Linked DNA regions of Zea mays: region 2 is linked to region 1. Evidence: chromatin contacts called from public Hi-C data. All regions are on one chromosome and are shown on one strand. Each heading gives the region's core, a stretch centred on a gene start, on an enhancer-like site or on the middle of the called end of the contact. The rest is flanking DNA. Distances are from core to core; before and after follow the strand shown. Region 1 holds the start of LOC103654015 (nuclear transcription factor Y subunit B-2). Region 2 holds the start of LOC100272452.

Region 1 (5,659 bases), core at 2,286-4,785:
TATACCAAATCTCATGCATCATTTATATATTACTCAAAAGCAAATCATCTAACAAAGTGGTCTTCTCTTAGAAAAAGAAGTGTTGTTACATGATTAGTCCAAATCATGATTTACACAACTAACCACTGTTATCATGTCAGATGGAAGATTGAAGTACCCTTCATATCTTAGCTTTCATGAGTAGTTTGTATATATTGGGATTTCATATACAAGATTAGATGCTTAGGCATACAACACTATATCACGTATAGTGTAATGACAAATGAGTTTGTCATACTCATTGCCCTTCTCTTTTTAATGTGCTTGTATATTTGCTTTCAAGCAAAATATATGAATACAAAGTGTTAGTCTACAACATCATGTAGACACATACTCATAAGTCCACAAGTCTTATGATTTTCTTTGCTATTCATTTTGCGCTTGCACATCAAGCCACAAAAGCACATAAGTTCTTTTCATAAGAACCATAAGAGAAAGAGAGCATCTCATTTCCTCCAAATCGAAGAGGTGAATTCCCATATCATGCAAAAATGAAATGAACATATCCAATAAACATTAAGGATAATTAAGCCCATTAAGCGAGTTCATCAAACTCTATTAAATTATTATCCTTTAAATGGCTTAACCATTTTATCTTGCTGCAAAATATATCATATATTCATATGTTGGAGAAATTCTGGTATCACATAAAGTGTACCAACAGATTTTTGAAAATTGGTGTACACAACGTAGATAATCTCCATGTAATGAAACAATGGAGTAGATCTCCCAGTAGTGGGCAAAACATTTGCTGCCTGAAAGCATGGTCTCTGGGCTGATATATTCAAGGAACATACCGCAGCCAATGCTTAGGACTCCACTACCCTGTGCTTGACCAAAATTTCAAAAATAAAATGGAAATCACCATAAAGGTGAATAACCAACATCACATCTCCAACATATCTACTTGGGAGAACACATAGGTAATCATCATCGACATATGATGTAGACCTCTTACTGATGGGCAAATAACCTTTTGCTGTCTAAAAGCTTGGTCTCAGGGCAAATAAATTCCAAGAACTTATTGCAGCCAAAGCCTAGATCTCCATCATGTGTTGAATAATCCCAAGTCAAATATATATGCCTCATATTTTGCAAGAATTCATCATTTAATTAAGTAGAACTTAATTAAAAGAATTCTTTTAGCAGTCAGCATGACTGCAGCGTCCAGCCTGGCTCCATAGCCCGCGACGCCTGCGTGGTCCGTGATCTTTTTGGGTAGCACGTATAGGTAATCATCTCGAAAGATGTAGACCTCATAGTGATAGGCATTTCAAATGCGGCCTAAAGCACGGTCTCTAGGCTACTAAATTCTATAAAGAATTTAGCGCTGTCAGTGCTTAGGACTCCATCACCCTATGCTTTTCCCAAAAAATGCAATCTTATGTTGCATGAGGACCGTTAAGTTTCGACTTAATTATGTGCTATGTTTTCCATGCAAACATAAAAGAATGCAAAAACAAAAGCAAGTCGAAAATATGTGAATTATAAATGTAAATAAAAATATAATTCACTAACAACTCTGTATGTTTTTTTTTCATAAAAAAACAGATAAATATGTACAATTACATATATCTTTAGCGGTCTAAATATTCGAATTTAGATACTCTGCATTAAGCAAAAAGTAATTGTACAGAAAATAAATAAATAACAGGGCGTTTGTGGCCCAACTATGGCCGAAATCGGCCCATGAACAGGCCTGGTAGCCGCCACCAAAGAAAGCCGACGGTTAGGGTTAAACCCTAACCGCTATCCTCCATGGACAGAGGCGGCCGCCGGCATGGTGCTCCTTCCCTGGCGCGGCGCGCGGGCACAGTTCCCCGGGCGTGCGCGGGCCCGTCTCGGCGGGCGGATTCGGCCCCGGTCCCGGCGGCGCGGCGGCTCGTCAGCCAGGCGGGCGCGGCCTCGGCACGGCGGCCTAGCCCTGGCGGCGCGGGCAACGGCTTCCCGGGCGTGCAGGTCCTCGCGGCGCGGGGGCGCAGGCACTTGACGCAGCGGCCCGGCAGCCAGTAGCCCGACGCGCTTCTGCGCGGGAGCGCAGCCCCGACCGGTGGGCACCGGCGCGGCCCCGGCGGCTCGGCGGCACGGCCACGCGCGGCTGCCCGGCGCGGGCTCGTCCCACGGCGGCCTTGGCGACGTGGCTTGAGCGCGACCGCGCCGCGTCGTCTCAGGCACGCTACGGCGTGGCGGCTCTGGCCCCGGCGGTGTGGTGCACGGGCTCGACGCGCGCTCGGGTGCGGCGTCCTCATCCCCTATGCGGTCACGACGCGCGCGCGAATGGCGGCCCGGCGAGGCGCTTCCGAGCGCAGCCCCAGAGCGAGCCCGAGGCGGCGCGGCCGCGCGGGAGCGGCCACGGCGCGGGCGCAGCCCCAGCGCGGGCGCAGACGCACGGCCCCGCGGCGGTCGGGCCACGGCGCAGGTGCAGCCCCAGCGCGGGCGCAGACGCACGGCCCCGCGGCGATCGGGCCACGGCGGCGTGGGGCGTGGCCCCCTCGCAGCGTGGGCGCGCGGTCCCCACCGCGCGGACGCGGCCCCGTTGAGGGCGCTGTGCTGGCGCGCAGGGCGAACGCGGCAGTCAGGCCCCGACGAGCCAGAGACCAGCGGCGGCGCGACTAGTCGGCCCTGACGCGGCCTCACCACGTAGGAGCCATTCGTTGGAAAGCATGCATGCGTGTCGGACTGTCGGTGCTTCCCGTAAAATTTATGCAAGAAGCAAGGAGGTATGGTGTCCTCACCTTGAGTGTGAGGAGCGCATAGTCCGGCGTCTCAACTGTTGTCCAGCATGGTTGGTGAGATCAATTCCTGTGGCCAGACTCAGGCAAGATCAACGCTTTCCAGTGGTGTCTGTTTTGCTTAGTGAAGTTGTGGCCGGTCGCGTTGTCGATCAAATCAATCACCACACAGACAACGCAGGACATGGTGTATTGGAGCAAACGTGCCTCCACTGTTCCTCGTTCTCCAATGGCAAGATCTCTCTATTCTCGCGAGCAGTGCTGATAACGTGTTAGAACTCAGTGAAAACGAGATTCGAGAGAATAGTGCAAATGACAGTTGTACTTTATTATTGCAGGGGAGTCCTGATTATATACATGTGAAGGGGTGTCTCTCAAGGGGTATGTCCCTTAGGGAGAATCTGTCGCACCCTTTGGATTGGTCACATATACAATATACAATATTTTGTAACAGTTTCGATCTACCGGATTCATCCGTTTTCACGTACGTCGTTCCATCTTTCGCGCGCGTACTACGTGTGACAACTCGGCCACGTACGCGCGCAGACGACGGAGCAGTGCTTCACAGAATCCTCCGCCACTTGTCACCAACACAGGCGCGCGCTGGTGTGCATGCACGCATGCCATCATCGTCCCTCGCCGTGCCTCGGTAGACGGTAGCGCTGGCTAGAGACCTAGAGTAGTAGTAGCCTGTGCTTGCTTGCTAGTTGCTAGCCGGCCTGGTCAGGTCAACACATCGTCGTAGCCTCCTATTTAACGTATCCTCGCACATCACAAGAAGGACACTCTCCACCAGCCAGCCAGAGCCAGTAGCCACCACCAGATCGGCCTCCCCGTTGCTCATCACCAGCAAGAGCAACTCAGCAACCTAGCTAGCTATAGGTTTAGGTAGCAAGAGCCAATGGACTCCAGCTTCCTCCCTGCCGGCGCGGACAATGGCTCGGCGGGCGGCGCCAACAATGGCGGCGGCGCTGCTCAGCAGGCGCCGCCGATCCGCGAGCAGGACCGGCTGATGCCGATCGCGAACGTCATCCGCATCATGCGGCGCGTGCTGCCGGCGCACGCCAAGATCTCGGACGACGCCAAGGAGACGATCCAGGAGTGCGTGTCGGAGTACATCAGCTTCATCACGGGGGAGGCCAACGAGCGGTGCCAGCGGGAGCAGCGCAAGACCATCACCGCCGAGGACGTGCTGTGGGCCATGAGCCGCCTCGGCTTCGACGACTACGTCGAGCCGCTCAGCGTCTACCTCCACCGCTACCGCGAGTTCGAGGGCGAGGCGCGGGGCGTCGGCCTCGCCCCGGCCCCTCCGCGCGGCGACCACCACCACCACCACCACTCCGTGCCGCCATCGATGCTCAACAAGTCCCGCGGGCCCGGCTCCGGAGCCGTCATGCTACCGCACCACCACCACCACGACATGCACGCCTCCATGTACGGGGGCGCCGTGCCCCCGCCGCCGCACCACGGCTTCCTCATGCCACACCCACAGGGCGGCCACTACCTGCCTTACCCCTACGAGCCCACGTCGTACGGCGGCGAGCACGCCTTGGCCAGCGGGTACTATGGAGGGGCCGCGTACGCGCCGGGCAACAACGGCGGGAGCGGCGATGGCAGCGGCGGGAGCGCGTCGCACGCACCGCCGGGCGGCAGCGGCGGCGGCTTCGACCACCCGCACACGTTCGCGTACAAGTAGTTCGTTCAGCAAGCCATAGATCTGCGGCATGTACGTTGTACGCATGCATGCATGTATCGGGCGCATGCAGGTCGTCCTAGCTAGCAGTGTGCACGCCTAGCATTCCTATTGTGTTTGGGTAACCATGCATTCTCTAGTTTCTTAGCAGCTTGTTTTCCTTAAACTACGTACCACTCTCTAGTTTCTTAGAAGTAGCTTCCAGTGCTTGTTGCCAGTACTTAGTACTCCTATTGTGTTTGGGTAACCGTTGCGACGACGAGATTATTTCATGTATGCTTTCAGATTGACTGATCGTGTGTCTTGTGAAGATTATACATATGAAAAACTTGCCAACAACTACAACTTTACATAACTTTTCGAGATGTAAAACTTTTATTCTAGTAGTTTATTCATCCGAGGACGTGTATAAAATTTGATTTTCAAATTTAAAATTTTCAAACGTATTTTTCTATGACAAGATGATTTCAAATAAAAAGGTTGTCAACTATAAAGTTTCATAATTTTTGAAGACCTACAACTTTCATTTTGGTGGTTTTTCATCCGAGATCGTTTGAAAAATTGATTTTTTTTTCTATGACGCGAAGAAGGTTGAAGCCACCGAATCGTTTATATATACACGTCACTAATGTATATGTGTTAGTGACCTTGATTTAAAATGCACGTCACTAAACATATCAGAGTAGAGACACACAAAATAAAAAAAATGTTTGAAACTAGTGACGTATTTACATATAAATACGCGTCCCTAATTGTATATAATTAACGACGTTGATTTAAATACACCTTACTAAATAGATCACAGTAAAGACACGTGAAATAAAGGACATCAATAAGTTAGTGACGTGTTTTTACGATAGACGTTAGAAAGATAGTTGGAATAGATGCATGCATATGCACAGTTGTTAGCGACACATTTTTTTTAAAAAAAAGTCATCACTTAAAAAAACTAGTGATTTGTTTTTAGCTAGTGTCATAGATAGTTACCTCCAGTTTAGACGATTTTGACGTAGTGAGAGAAACTGTACGCTACATGAAACTACTACACCTACACGTACTGCTAGCTGCAGCGCGACGGAGCAAGTAAAAGGAAATTTCGAGCGTGGAAAACCGAAGAAAAAAAAGGACCGGCAGCGGCACCAACACACACATGCATGAGGAGCTAAGCTAGCGAAAAGCAACAACAGAAGCACAC
Region 2 (5,031 bases), core at 2,414-4,913, 170 kb before region 1:
ACAAAATTGAACGAAATAGGTTTGAAAACCATTTCCTGATCAGTACCAGAAATAGTAAATTTTACCGAATTTCGCCAAATCTCAGGCGAGAAATTTTACCGTGGTCCAATGAGACCCCATTATTTCAGGTAATCAGGTGTAAAAACGTACGTCAGGCTTGAAAAATCGCACCATATACCAAATCTATTATCTTCACACACGGGTGCATCATGTGAATTACAGTCTCGAGCAGTCGGAGTTCAATTTCGTAGAGACAGTTCACAGAACACTTCTAATAAGAAAAGAGTAACACCATCCATAGATAGGTGTCTCAGTTTAGTAAAAAAAATCGAAAATTGTAATAACAAGTGCTTAGCATTCCTTCATTGGGAGATAACAAATGAACATACGGCATGCGATCAACTAATATACAATATCATCATGGAATCCTGAAGTTCGCTATCATTGGCGTCATCTCTCAAAACCATAGTCTACTACTACACACCTTCTGCCTTCCCTGTTGCTGCCTTTTTGTCATCGTCATCACTTTCCAATCCCTGCAGAAGTGAGAGGCAGTGCTGTCAGCACAAATCAAATAACAGCAGAGAAAACCAGCTGCCTCGCTTCTTCTAAACATGTCAAAGCTTTTTAGCCAGGCGTACCATAGCATAACAAAGAACATGTACAGATTCAACGGAATAACAACGACGCTACATTTTGATAGCTATAACAACACATCAAACTCCAGCTCCACATTCTATATGGAATGACTGTTCTGTTAAATGCTGTATGCAGCTAAATCGTGGTTGTAGCTAGTGGATATAGTAATTCCTTAACAGAACATCTGTACTTACCGAGGTCGCATCAATCTTATCAAAGTCATCATCTAGCCCATCATCACCACCAACTTAAACAATCAATCGAACAAAAAAAGGTCATATACAAGAAGTGGAGAAGAGATACAAACTTATAGGCTGGCTGAGGTCCAGGGATGAGAATAGCATACCAGAAGCCTCATCATCGCTACCCAGATCCCCCAGCAGAAATACATCCAGGTCATGTTCTGGATTTGTCGAAGAGGTCTTGCTTGGCACTTTTGTGTCTTTCGGTTCTGCAGTTGTAGATGCTTGGGATGCTTCCTTCTGGGAATCCTTTTTCTCTTCCTCTGCTTTCACTTTCAGCTCCTCGAAGTATTTCTTCTCAAACCTATTTGCATTATATTGAAGTCAGCTGTCAGCAAACATATTAAATGCACAAAATTAAGCAAGAAAACTAACATCATGACATAATAAGCAGTGATTCCAAATCAACTAGATGTTAGTCTTGTGATGCAGTTAGTCCTTTTGGTTCCTGTTTTCATGTAAGCTGGAATCCCCAGCACTATTGTGTATGCTACTTTGTACTGCTACTTGCTTCCTTAAAAACCACCAGGTTTTACCTCAGTAAAACAAATGTTCCAAATCAACTATTTATGTGAAATTTTAAGAAACCAAATGTGATAATAAATATATCAAGGTAAACTTCATTTCATTTATCATGGAGGCACAACTATATAGGACATCATATCGTAGGTTATGTCATCAACAATAATTGCAATTAAAGGATAAAATCAGTGTACTACAATGCCACAAATAAAAGTAATGACTACACCATCTCAAATAAAATTATATAAACTCATTTGACAGGTGTGACATGAAGAATAAATGACAAAGCCATCAACATTTTAGTAAAAGATTGTGCATCACAAACAGGATTGACAAAACAAACAACCAAAAAAAGTAACCAAGAGTGTGCAGCATGAGCAGAAAAGGGGTGAGAAGAACACTTACGGAGCTATATAGCTGTTTACTAGCAAAAAATATACCCGCCAGAATTTGCGCTCTTTCATGTATCTTGGGCATAGCTCATATCTGAACTTTGATATTTCCTGAACAAAAGACAGAAACATTTAATAGAAAATAAAATCTTTGCTTGTCTGCAATGCAAGTTAAATAAAATAGGTCGCAAAATAGAGATATTTGCTGGTTCACAGTTTCAGGCCATGTTTGTTTCCCACATAGATTATATAAGTTGGATTATGGTGGAAGGGTGAGAGGGGTAAAATACCACTTTGGGATCATAAATAAGCTAAAATAAGCTACCCAATGCTAGCTTATTTCAGCTTATTTGTGTAGCATATTTCAGCTTATTTGAGATCCCAATGTGATATTTTACCCACATATCCTTACATCATAATCCAACTTATATAATATAGGAGTGAAACAAACACACCCTCACACTGCAAGTTAAACAAAAAAAACAACACATACACAGGAAGAATATTAATAGGAATCAAGTGCAGAACATAAGTGAAGAGATTATGGATGGCCATGGTTAAAAGAAAAATCCTTTCAGACATATTAGGATCATATTAGATTTGAACTAAGAGTCAGCTCAATTCAGTATCAAAATGGTAACTGCCATGATTTTGAACAGCATACTTCTATAGCTACTTGACCCAGTCTCTGCCCAAATTACAACTCCCTGCAGATTCTACACACAACCACAATTGGAATGGCTACAATTTCTTGGTAACATTATGTCCCTTGATCAGTTCACCACAAACATGCAAAAAGTATAACATATCTAAATGTACAAGTTTTGCGTATTACCATTTTCCATTTGCTAATATATCCATCAATGCTTCATCTTCATTGCTTAATCTAAAGAGAAAAAATGAAAACGTAATTGTTTTATTATCACAAATGACATGTCCAGTTCCTTCACTCTGCACGTCCAAATGCTATAAGCCCATAAGCTCAGCTTTCTACAACTTTACCAACGTAAATGTTTTATTATCACAAATGACATGTCCAGTTCCTTCACTCTGCACGTCCAAAAGCTATAAGTTCAGCTTTCTACAACTTTGCCATCTCAATAGTAAATGCACGCATGCTTTAACATATTTGCAAAACTGTACTGTGTGCCCTTTCATACTTGGATTCATCACCATTCACCAATCTATCAACCGGAGCACAGACTAATCCACAATGACACAAACAAATGCATCAAACGATGTTCAGCGAAAGGAGATATTTGATGGTGAGAAAACCTTGACTGCCGAGAGGACAAGTGTGCCGTGTCTGGCCTGCCACTCGTTCAGATCCTGACGCACATTCGACACAGTTGGCACATCAGACACCTCAGGCTCATCTACATAACCAAAAGTCCAATCAGAGGATTGCAAGCCTGGAATTCCCTAAACCCAACCACGAAAACACCGCACCTTGCAGTGGGAAGTCGCGGAAGGTGTTTATGGTCATGCCCTTGACGAACTCGCGGAGGTCGTCGGTGATGCCGTAGCACTCAAGCTCGGCCGCGTCGGGCACCGACGAGGCAGCGGCGGGGATAGGCGGGATCGCGGGGATGGGCGGGATCGAAGGCACAGGGAGGTCGGAGGCGAGGTGCTTGATCTGGCCGGCGAGGAGGTCGGCCTGCTTGGTGGCCTCAGCGGCGATCTCCCGCGACTTGGAGGCGGTTTCGGAGAAGATCTCCTTGGACTTCTTCGCCGTCTCCGAGACCAGCGCCGACGAGCGCTTGGCCGCCTCCGCGGAGAGTTCCTGCGACCGCTTCGCCGCCTCGCCGGCGAAGGCCCGGGCCCTCTCCCAGAGATCCATTGAGGCAGCGGAAAAAAATCTAGAAGGTTATGGGTCTTATCACCGCCGCCGTTGACACGTCTCCGTTGACGTCGGCGCGGGACGGCCTGACTGGAGGGGTGTTCTTTAAAGAACGGGATGTTTACTGTTTAGGGTCGTGAAATCAAAATTTGTAAACAAATATACGTACACTCTATTATATATACTAAATTTTAATCCATCTAGTTATATTATTTTTAAATTATTTATATTGGATGTATTTTGAAAACTTTTAAACATAGGATATAACTTAAATTTGATATATTTGTAGAGAATATAATAAAATATATTTCATTGAGATTTTTTATGTTTTTAGTAATTCGTTTATACAGAGAGATATAGCACAAAAAAAGTTTGATTAGGCCATCTCTATCAGACTTTTTATGTCATCTACTATTTCAAATTTAACTCTATAAACAGTATAGTTTATAGTATAAAAAAAGTATTTTGTATGGTTATATACATGCTCTGCTAGAGAAAGTCTTACACGATAGTTTGATTCATTTTAGAGCTAGAATTGTGGGATGTTGCATACTAATAGAAACAATAATTTTTTTTTCAAAAAACACCCTTATTTACTCATCTCTATGGTTTGTGCCATGATATCATGGACCCACGTAGATGCCCTCATGGCAAATAGCTCCTAGGATAGCTCACCCTTTAAAACCCCTCACCCTGGTAACATCCCTTGAAAGGGATTGACCCATTTAGACTAAATTGTGATAATAAGGAATCAATGGGACATGAAGTTATTTTCCTTAGCACCATTGGACCACTAATGTGTGTTGCGAATTGCACTAGACCTAATATTGCACTCATAGTGACTTTGTCAGCTAGACACAGTGCAAACCCAATTAGAAGATATTAGACATACACTAAGACTATACTAAGATATCTCAAAGGCACTCAAGATCTTGATATGTTTTCTCCGGATAATTAGGACCAAACTTTTGTGGGCTATACATATGTTGGATATATATCAGATTCCCATAACGCTAGATTTTGTACCGACTTTTGTGTTTCTCTATGGTGGTACTATCGCATCGATTGAGCAAACAAATACTAGTAGCAATGTTTACTGATTTCTTAGAGATAATCACATTATATATGAAGACACACAAGGGCATGCTTTGTCTAGGATGACTAATCACATCCAAAAGTAGTAGGTGTTGTTGATCACATGCTTTGATTGATAGAGGACCAAAACAGGGCAACACAATCAGAGATAATAGAACTTTGTTCCTTCAATCTATCCAATGGATGGATAAATTGACGGAGGAAGATTATTACAATCAAAGACCTTCGGGCAATAAGATAGAAATGCCTAAGGGGAATCATTAGTGCTATGTTCCCTTTATCATCTTTCCTCAGTTACAAG

Evidence for each region. Hi-C and Micro-C count contacts between places; a contact is called where the count stands out from the background.
Region 2: a Hi-C map of endosperm shows a contact between it and region 1, with 4 times the contacts expected there. The contact joins the promoter of LOC100272452 here to the promoter of LOC103654015 in region 1. A contact is called at or near these places in 8 of 25 Hi-C or Micro-C datasets (bundle sheath, ear, endosperm and 4 more).

The regions. Positions count from the first base shown.
Region 1 is chr4:169,181,949-169,187,607 of Zm-B73-REFERENCE-NAM-5.0, reverse strand. It overlaps LOC103654015 (nuclear transcription factor Y subunit B-2), which reads left to right and starts at 3,535. Exons shown (of 1, transcript XM_008680840.2): 1 at 3,535-4,754. The coding sequence starts at 3,673. The coding sequence ends at 4,467.
Region 2 is chr4:169,354,249-169,359,279 of Zm-B73-REFERENCE-NAM-5.0, reverse strand. It overlaps LOC100272452, which reads right to left and starts at 3,663. Exons shown (of 6, transcript NM_001294176.1): 1 at 3,245-3,663; 2 at 3,071-3,171; 3 at 1,809-1,906; 4 at 986-1,185; 5 at 834-886; 6 at 178-536. The coding sequence starts at 3,635. The coding sequence ends at 477.